Regions from separate parts of the Macaca mulatta genome. Here region 1 is linked to region 2. A link is a contact called in public Hi-C data. All regions are on one chromosome and are shown on one strand. Each heading gives the region's core, a stretch centred on a gene start, on an enhancer-like site or on the middle of the called end of the contact. The rest is flanking DNA. Distances are from core to core; before and after follow the strand shown.

What was found. Hi-C and Micro-C count contacts between places; a contact is called where the count stands out from the background.
Region 1: a Hi-C map of fetal cortex germinal zone shows a contact between it and region 2, with 2.8 times the contacts expected there. The contact joins the promoter of C4H6orf89 here to the promoter of MTCH1 in region 2. A contact is called at or near these places in 4 of 14 Hi-C or Micro-C datasets (cortical neurons, fetal cortex germinal zone, fetal cortical plate and 1 more).

Annotation. Positions count from the first base shown.
Region 1 is chr4:145,365,385-145,369,802 of T2T-MMU8v2.0, forward strand. C4H6orf89 (chromosome 4 C6orf89 homolog) reads right to left here and starts at 2,509. Exons shown (of 8, transcript NM_001258161.2): 1 at 2,335-2,509. The coding sequence starts at 2,336. It overlaps LOC144340395 (a long non-coding RNA gene), which reads left to right. Exons shown (of 2, transcript XR_013416466.1): 2 at 620-2,393.
Region 2 is chr4:145,271,122-145,275,546 of T2T-MMU8v2.0, forward strand. It overlaps MTCH1 (mitochondrial carrier 1), which reads left to right and starts at 2,165. Exons shown (of 12, transcript XM_015136258.3): 1 at 2,165-2,521. The coding sequence starts at 2,201.

The DNA.
Region 1 (4,418 bases), core at 1,259-3,758, 95 kb after region 2:
CGTGAGCCACCACACTCGGACACTTATTTTTTTGAAACACAAATTGGTTCATGCTAAGCACCTTCCAACACTCCCCATCCTCTGCAGGAGCAGTTTAGCATGGCGACTAAGAACACAGATACTGGAGTTGGAAAAAGCTGGATGCAAACTCTAGATTTTACCACTTAGTGTGTGGCCAGGAGACACTACTTATCCTCTCTAAGCCTCAGAGTTCTCATGTATAAAATGGGGATAATTATTTCTACCCCACAATGTTTTAAGAGAATTATAAAATGATGTAACACCTTTGTTCCAATAGCCAGACAAATTAAATACCTAATAACAATTATTTTAAGATAAAGTCCCAAGTCAAGCATGGTGCCTCATGCCTGTAATCCTGACACCAGGAGGCTGAGATGGGAGGACTGCTTGAGCCCAGGAGTTCAAGACCAGCCTGGGCAACATAGCAAGACTTTGACTCTACAAAAAAAAATAAAAATAAAAATTGGCCGAGTGTGGTGGTGCACGCCTGCAGACCCAGCTACTCGGGAAGCAGAGGTGGGAGGGTAGCTTGAGCCCAGGAGTTCAAGGCTGCAGTGAACCATAATCGCACCACTGCACTCCAACCTGGGTGATGGAGTGAGATTCTTTTTAAAGATAAAGTCCAAATTACTTACCATGGCCCTTTATGATCTGGTCACTGCCTACCTGTTCAGTTTCATTTCCCATCAATCCTTCTTCACATTCTACACTGTTACATGGTTTCATATCTTTTTGCTTTTGCATACACAATTTCCTCTGCCTAAAAAGCCTAATCTCCAGTGCTTTGTCCAATAAGTGAACTCTTTAAGACGCTGACCTCAGTTTTTGTCCTATGAACCTCTAGGGCTTTGTATTACATCTATTTTCCTGTCTACCTCCCACCCTAAATAGTGTTTCTTGAAAGCAGAGATAAATGGAGAAAACACAAAAAACTAAGAACAGACATGGGAATTCACCTCAGATGTCGAATCAGATCAATGTTGAACAAATTTATAGAAAGGACCTAAAGTTATCATTCCGAACTAACTGAATGTAACTCATGGTTCATGGTTTATTCACGTTTTATTCTTTTATTCTTTTTTAAAAATGCAGAGGTCGGGAGGCTGAGGCAGGAGAATGGGGTGAACCGGGGAGGCGGAGCTTGCAGTGAGCCGAGGTCGCCACTTCACTCCAGCCTGGGCGACAGTGCGAGACTCCGTCTCAAAAAAAAAAACAAAAACGCAGAGGTAGCATCAATGTGATGAGGGTTTAACCTTAGCAGGTTAGCAATCTAGCATTTGGACATTGTTTTTGGTTTGTGGAGCAGCTGTCGAGGAACACGTATTCAAAGCAGGTCTTGAAAAATGCTTCAGTCCAAGGCAGAAAAGGTCTGACAGAGAAACAGGACCTCTTTCTGGTACGCAAGTTGGGCTATTTGAACCTTTAGTCAACACTTTAATGTAGCAGAATTGGATTTATTAGTTTTTATTTTAAAGGCATGTTGTTCCCTAGAGGGAAATTTTGACAACTCAAATTCAAATAAACGAATTTGTTAAGGGAGAGACGTCTATAGAAGATTCCACCACAGGAACTACCAAATGAGCAATCAGAAAAGCCAGAATACTAAGTATCTGGAAGTAGTCTCCGTTATAAAGTGATTGATGACTAAATACTTTAAAAGAAACATATTTGCGAATACTATGGCTATGAGGGCTCTGAGACTAGAAAAAGTGTGGCCTGCACAGTTAACAGTCATAAACTACTACAAAACATGACGCAGGCAAATTTCCTTCTACTAAGAGGTGATTACAAACAACTATTTTACTGGTGTCAATAAACCAAGTCATATTTCTTTCTGAAATCCAAGATGCCAGGTTTATCACATACCAAGTACACGCTTGAAGGAAAAAAAAAAAAAAATTCCCCCTAAAAATTATTAGAAAAACATCTTTCAGAAGGGGGTGGGGAATCTACTCTTAATTTCTTAAAAATTCCGTCAAAAGGGCAGAAATCTGGACTTCATTAGCAACGCTCAAGTTTTGGACACTGCTGTGATGCCTGAGAAGCAAGTGCAAGCAAGGTCGACCTCGTTTTGCTCTCCCCGGCGTGGTCAAGGAAAGTGACAGATGTCTTAAGGGAGTCGACCCCGCGGGAGCTGCCAGGGGATGCTGTCAGTCTACAAAACTGGAGAGGCTCAGAAAAGGGATCAGCGCTGGGATAGAGGGTGGTAGCAGCGGCGAGGAGCGGCTGCGCGAGGATGTCAGAGACGGGCGCGGCGGCGAGGCTGTCACAGGGCGGCCTCCCCCCACCCAGCCTCGGGCCCCAGTCACTCACATGCGGGGCTCGCGCCCCCTCGGGCTCCTCCCGCCTCGCGGACAGCTGCCGCCGGGCAAGGAGGATGGGCAACTTCCTGTTTCCGGGAGCGCGACCCGGAAGCAACCCCCACTCCATGGGCGAGGCCTTGTCCCTATAGTAGTTTCTCCTCTCGTCCAGCGCTTCCGCCCAAAACGGAACACTCAACGTCGTGGCGAGCGCGGGAGCTCTCGCGATATCTGGAGAGTGCAGGTTATTGCTCCCCCTGGCGTCTTTCTCCCGATCGGGCTCTTTTCGCCCTAGTCCTAAATCCTTGTCTCCCTTATTTACCTGGACTGACACACAGACTTCATAGCTGAACTGACCCATTGAACGAGCATTTACTGAGTCCCGTACTATGTGCGAGGCAGTGTGTTAGGCATTAAGGGATGGGAGTGGAAGGGAAACGTAAATGAAGAGCAGCCCCTTCCTTCCGGAAGTTCCTACTCTTGAGAAAGACAAACAAATCCCTCCAATTTACACTCAGCCCATTCATTACTGAGAGCTTACTCTGTTGAAGAAAACTTCAGGCGAATTAAGTTTAAAGGAGTTTAATTGAGCAATGAAAAATTCGCGAATCAGGCAACTCCCAGAATTGCAGCAGATTCACAGACTACCAGGGTGCCTCATGGTCAGAACAAATTTATAGACAAAAAAAGGCAAAGGGAGGTACAGGAATCGGAAGTAGGGTACAGAAACAGTGAGGTTGGTTACAGCTCAGTGTTTGCCTTCTTTGAACGCAGTTTGAATATTCAGCAGGCTGTGAGTGGTTGAAGTATGGCCACTGGGATTGGCCACTACTCAGTTATTATTACAGATGTATGCTATTAGGTTAGGTTTTCAATTTTGTTTGACTATTAAGCTACATTACAGTTCATCTACAAGGACTTAAATATAGAAGGACAGAGTCCTTCTTAGGCCATACTTAGTTTGCCTTAACAATTCCCCTGTTTTGGTCATTTTCTCAATTTTGAGAGATTGACCAAAACCTTAGTTACTGATGTTATCACTGTCATAAGTGTACCTATATGGTTTTGAAACTCACTAGGAAACAGTAGAACAGTGGGTTTTGCAGGGAGAGAATAAGGACTGAGTAGAGGATACCTCCTTATGCTGGAACATCCTGTTTACAGGAGAAAAACAAAACCTGGTCTGTTTTAGCATTTATGTGTTTTTTTAAAGCCTTAGTTTGATTATGTCACATTTAGCATGAGTGACTCCATTTTAGTTTGGTTTGTTGGGGCCTAGTGCATGAGCTCAGTCCAAAATAATGGCCTCCCATAATTTTGTTTAAAAAAAATTTCCCACTTTTGGCCAGGTTCTTACTTAGGTGACAGTGTGACCAGAACTTAGGGCCTTAGCACCACTCTCAGTTACCACCATTTTGGGTTTCTGGTCTCAGCATGTCATTCATAGGTTATGGTGCCCTCATGGTCACACATTTCTTTCAGTTTTCGTTATTCCAGTTGAAGAGAGACCATTTGACATTCTAGAGATGGCTGCATGGAAGCGTTTAAAACCTTTGAAAGAATACAGTGCACCAGGGAGACTATTATGATTATTGGGTGGATAATAGCAAGAGTTAGGAGTATGCTCCTTAACCAGGGTCCCCATAAGCCAAACCACCTAAAATTAAATAGATAAAAGAATGAGCTAGATGAAGAGTCTACTTCCTTGACTAACAGGTCTTTTCACTAATCCCCTACAACTGAATATTTATTTTTATTGTATTTACTTTTTGAGAGGGAGTCTCGCTCTGTCACCAAGGGTGGAATGCAGCAGTGCGATCTCAGCTCACTGCAACCTCCGCCTCCTGGGTTCAAGTGATTCTTCCACCTCAGCCTCTTGAGTAGCTGAGATTACAGGCACCTGCCACCACGCCAGGCTAATTTTTGTATTTTTAGTAGAGACAGGGTTTTGCCATGTTGGCCAGACTCTTGAACTCCTGACCTCAGGGGATCCACCCACCTCTGCCTCCCAAAGTGCTGAGGTTACGGGCATGAGCCATCATGCCTGGCCAGAATTGTTTATAATTTACATTTGCTTTTTTCTCCATAGGCCACAAG
Region 2 (4,425 bases), core at 915-3,414:
ACGTTGTATGAGAAAGCACTGTAAAACTTTTTGTTCTGTTAGCTGATGCATGTAGCCCCCCGTCACGTTTTCCACGCTTGCTTGATTTATCATGACCCTTTTACACGGATCCCTTAAAGTTGTAAGCCTTTAAAAAGGCCAAGGGAGCTCGGCTCTTAAGACGCGAGTCTGCCGATGCTCCCGGCCGAATAAAAAACGTCTTCCTTCTTTAATCCAGTGTCTGAGGAGTTTTATCTGCGGCTTATCCTGCTACACTTTCTCTTGGAGTCTCTGTGAGCCCTGAGTTGTAGAAATACAGTCATCGTGCAGTTTAACATTTGCTTCTGCTTGGTACCCTGTGGGTCTAACTGGTTTAGCTGATCTATTTTCCTTCAGTTTCTTCACTTGGAGAAATTGTTCGATCATTTAGAAATACTTTACTGAACTTGTACTATGTGTATAGTCCTATATCTGGTGCTGTGGAAGATACAAAACAATGCAAGACAACACACAAGTTGCTGCTTCACATGAAACTACAGTCTGAAAGGGCCAAATACAGTATAGGCCCAAAGTTAGGTGACCATGTAAGGCACAGTAAAAGGCTCAACGGTGAACAGCCAAGTTCAGAAGGAAAAACAGACAGCTGGAGAAAAACCGGGACGAAAAGCCCAAAGAAGGAAAAGGTTCCTGTGAGGAAGTTTCAGAAGGATGGGGAAGTAAATCATCCTCCCCTACTCCCACCCCCAAACTAAAACCTATCGCCTCTTCTTGGTAGAGAGTTAGTGTGGCACTAGGAATTTGACTTTCAGGTCCTTATTGAGAAAGCTAAATCAGAACCTAGGCAAAAGGAAGTCATTTAAGGTGCTCCTGGGGGATGTTCGATGAAAATTGTGTTTGATGGAGAAAACACAGCAAGTTGAAAGGGCAGGCTTTGCAAGTGATTTCACTAGGACAAGCCTGGGTTAGGGAGGCCAAGGCGAGGGAGACAGGGAGTGTGGCATGCTTTGAACGTGGAAAGTGCATAGTGTTCATTATCAAGAGTGGGAAAAGGGGAGGTAGCTTTTTAGGAGGTAAGGCAGGGAGTCAGAAAGGACAGACTGGGAAACCTGGACTAACAGTAAAAGTGGCCAGAAGGCAGGTGTCTCACAATAAACTGGCTATAGGGTAAGTACAGACAAAGGGACCAGGTCTTCCATTGCTGTGTCCCTGCACACTCTAGGATTCATTCAAACAGAAACTTTTATTGCGAACCCCCACAACTAGCAAGGTTCTGTTGTAGGTATTGTTGCAGGGTGTAATGCACGTTTACAAACAGGAACAGGGCACTTGCTGTCCTATCTTCCTCGCAGGGTTCTTGTGAGGATTACACTTGAATCAACACGTGTAAAGCATTTTAAAAAGTGCCTGTCACACAGTTCCTGCAAATTAAGGTCTAGTTATGATTATTCACTTGTATTAACTAAGAATCAACTACAGGCGCCCAGCAGTGCCTGCGTGTGCTCACACCGAGGGACTCACTAAAACCCTCAGGATCTAGTGAGGGAGACACTCAAATACTTTAGAGAAAAACAAATTTTACAACCACGGACTCTGAGGAAGGCGTGCGAAGGCTCCACAGTTGGGGAGGGTGCCCACAGTCGCCGAGGGGACATCTGGATTTGCTCTGGTGGGGAGAGCATTCCTGGCAGGGGAGATGGGAAAGGGGTCGGACAAAGAGGCTGGGGCCGCGGAGGGGCTCGGGTTCGGGCTCGGGGTCGTTCTGCAGCAGGAGATTCAGCTCGCGCAGAGTTCCACGCAGGCCGCGGCGACTGGGATCTGGGCCGCAAAGGGGCGGGCAGAGAACTACAGAGAAAAATCCCGAAGCCAGGGAGGGGGCTTGGAAGCGCCTCAGACCATATTGGGGACGTCTGGCAGCCGGAGGCACCGAACCCCGCCCCCGCGTGCTCTGGGCCTCCCGGGGGAGCGCCCCGGCCTGCGACAGCCGCCACAGCTCCCGAGCCCGGGGACCCGGCTGCCCGCCACCATTGATCCCCGGCCCGCAACCCAGTGTCCTGCTAGGCTCCCACCGGCCCGGGGGCCACATCCGGCGTGTCCCACCCGCCGCGCCACGCTCCCGAGCTCCCCCGCGGCCGAGAGTGGTGCGCCCCGGCCCTGCCCCCTGACGCCAGCGAGGGGCGCGGCCTCCGTCACGTGACAGGGAGTGACCTCGCCGCCGGGTGCCATGGGAGCTTTGGACCCGGAAGTGGCGCCCTGGGCTCGCGGCGGTGCCGCGGGGATGGCGGGAGCCGGAGCTGGAGCCGGAGCTCGCGGCGGAGCGGCGGCGGGGGTCGAGGCCCGAGCTCGCGATCCACCGCCCGCGCACCGCGCACATCCTCGCCACCCTCGGCCTGCGGCTCAGCCCTCGGCCCGCAGGATGGACGGCGGGTCAGGGGGCCTGGGGTCTGGGGACAACGCCCCGACCACTGAGGCTCTTTTCGTGGCACTGGGCGCGGGCGTGACGGCGCTCAGTCATCCCCTGCTCTACGTGAAGCTGCTCATCCAGGTGGGGGACCAGAGGCGCCGTAGGGAGATGAGAGACTGATGTGAAGGTGACAGGCCAGGATTTGGAGGATTGGGGCGGGGAGTCAATGGCGACGGATTTGGGGAGAGGGGTGGGGACGGCGGGTTTGGGGGGCCGAAGTGGGTGGGAGGGGAGGGAAGCCGTGTGGGAACGCAGAGGTCACGGGTTTTAGAATGCAGAAAGGGTTAGAGTAATAGCGGATTTGGGAGAGGGTGGAAGGAACAAGCGATTTGGGGGGTGCCAAGGAGGGGGCGATGGTCTGGAAAAACATATTTGGGAAGTAAAGGAGTGGGGACGATGGACTTGGGATAGGGAAGGGAACGAATTTGGGATGAGGGAAGAAGCAACATAATTGGGGGAGGGGCGAGAAGTTTGGGTGAAGAGATGGGGAGGAAGGTTGGGGGCCCGGGCGAAGTGTTTAGAGGCTGAGGAGCACATATTTGGGGTAGAGGGGAACGGGGGCTCTGGATTTGGTAGAGATGGATGTAAAACGTCGTGGGGTGGGGACAAAGTGGGCACCAGGGCCAGAAATTTAGGAGGGAAAGAAGGACACCAGACTGGGGGTGGACAGAGAAGACAGGTCTTGGGTTTCATTGTGATTTAATTTGGTGGGAGAGTGCGAAGGCAAAGAATTTTGCAGGGGAATGCTATCGGTTTACCGGAGATGGGGGCTCTGGATTTGATGGCGACGACAGATTTGGTAGGAGGAGGGGACAGGGTGACGCGTATGGGGGGAGGGGAACAGATAGGGCCAGCATTGGGGGAGGGGCGTGGCAGCGATTTGTCTAGAGAGGGAAGCTAGGAGCAGGCTTTAAGCGGGGAAGGGGATGACGCATTTGGAGGAGGAAATGGAAGTCAATAGTTGGGGTCAGAGAGGAATCACAGTGCTTGTATCTGGGCAGATGAGGAGAAGGAGGACGGGAGTATTGAAATTGGGCAGAAGGGACAGTGGAGACATAGGTGGCAGGATAGGTAGGGATTACCAGAAATTGAGACCGAGGTAGGGATGTCTCTAGAACGGAGGGATGCATGGGCACTTGGCAGATTTGGTGGTGGCCAGCAATGCGGAACAGATGAAGTGTGCTGCTTGAGAGGAGTGAGCTGGAATGAAGGGCGTGTGGAGGTGTGAGAATTAGGTGGGTGTGGCTGGGATGGGTACAGTTTTGATGGGGGTCATTAGGCCAGAATGTTCCAGTTAAGAAGAGTGGGAGGAGGAAGGTTAAAAATTGAAGTGGAGACCCATCCAAGATTTCAGTTGAGGCAGGTGGGTGTCAGATTTTACCATCTCTATAATTGAACTGAGAGAATGCAAAATACAACTGGAATGAGAAGGCCTTGAGAATGAGAGTAGTTGAAATCTGGGATCTGAGGAATGGTAATAGATTTGTGGGTGTGACCAGGAATATGACAAGGAATGAGGAGATTCAGTCAGGGGCATCAAGGTGCCTGACTAGACCCTAATTGTGACAGATTTGAAAACTGTTGATGGCGGAAGGTGTAGACCAAGACTGGCATTTGGTTGTGATTTGGAAATGAGGGCTGTCTTACAGGGGTAAGATTGTATTTACAGCAGTTGAACTCGAAGTTTGGGAGATAAATTGGTGCTTTGGAACTGGTGGGACCTGAGAAGTGAGGGTTCTGGAAACTGATGGAATGAGGCTAGGAGTTTAGGGTACAGGTGGGAGAGTCTGTGGAGTGAAGGATGCTAGAGCACAAGGGCTCAATGTGAGGGAAATGAAGAAGTGTCTTCATCATTTGGACAACGGCGGATCTGGTTTGAAGGAACATTGAAATAAGGGTGGTTTGGGAAGGGAATGGGGTAATGAAGGACTCTAAAGCATGAGAAGAACTAGATGGTGGGCAGGTAAGGATGGATGAGCCCCATT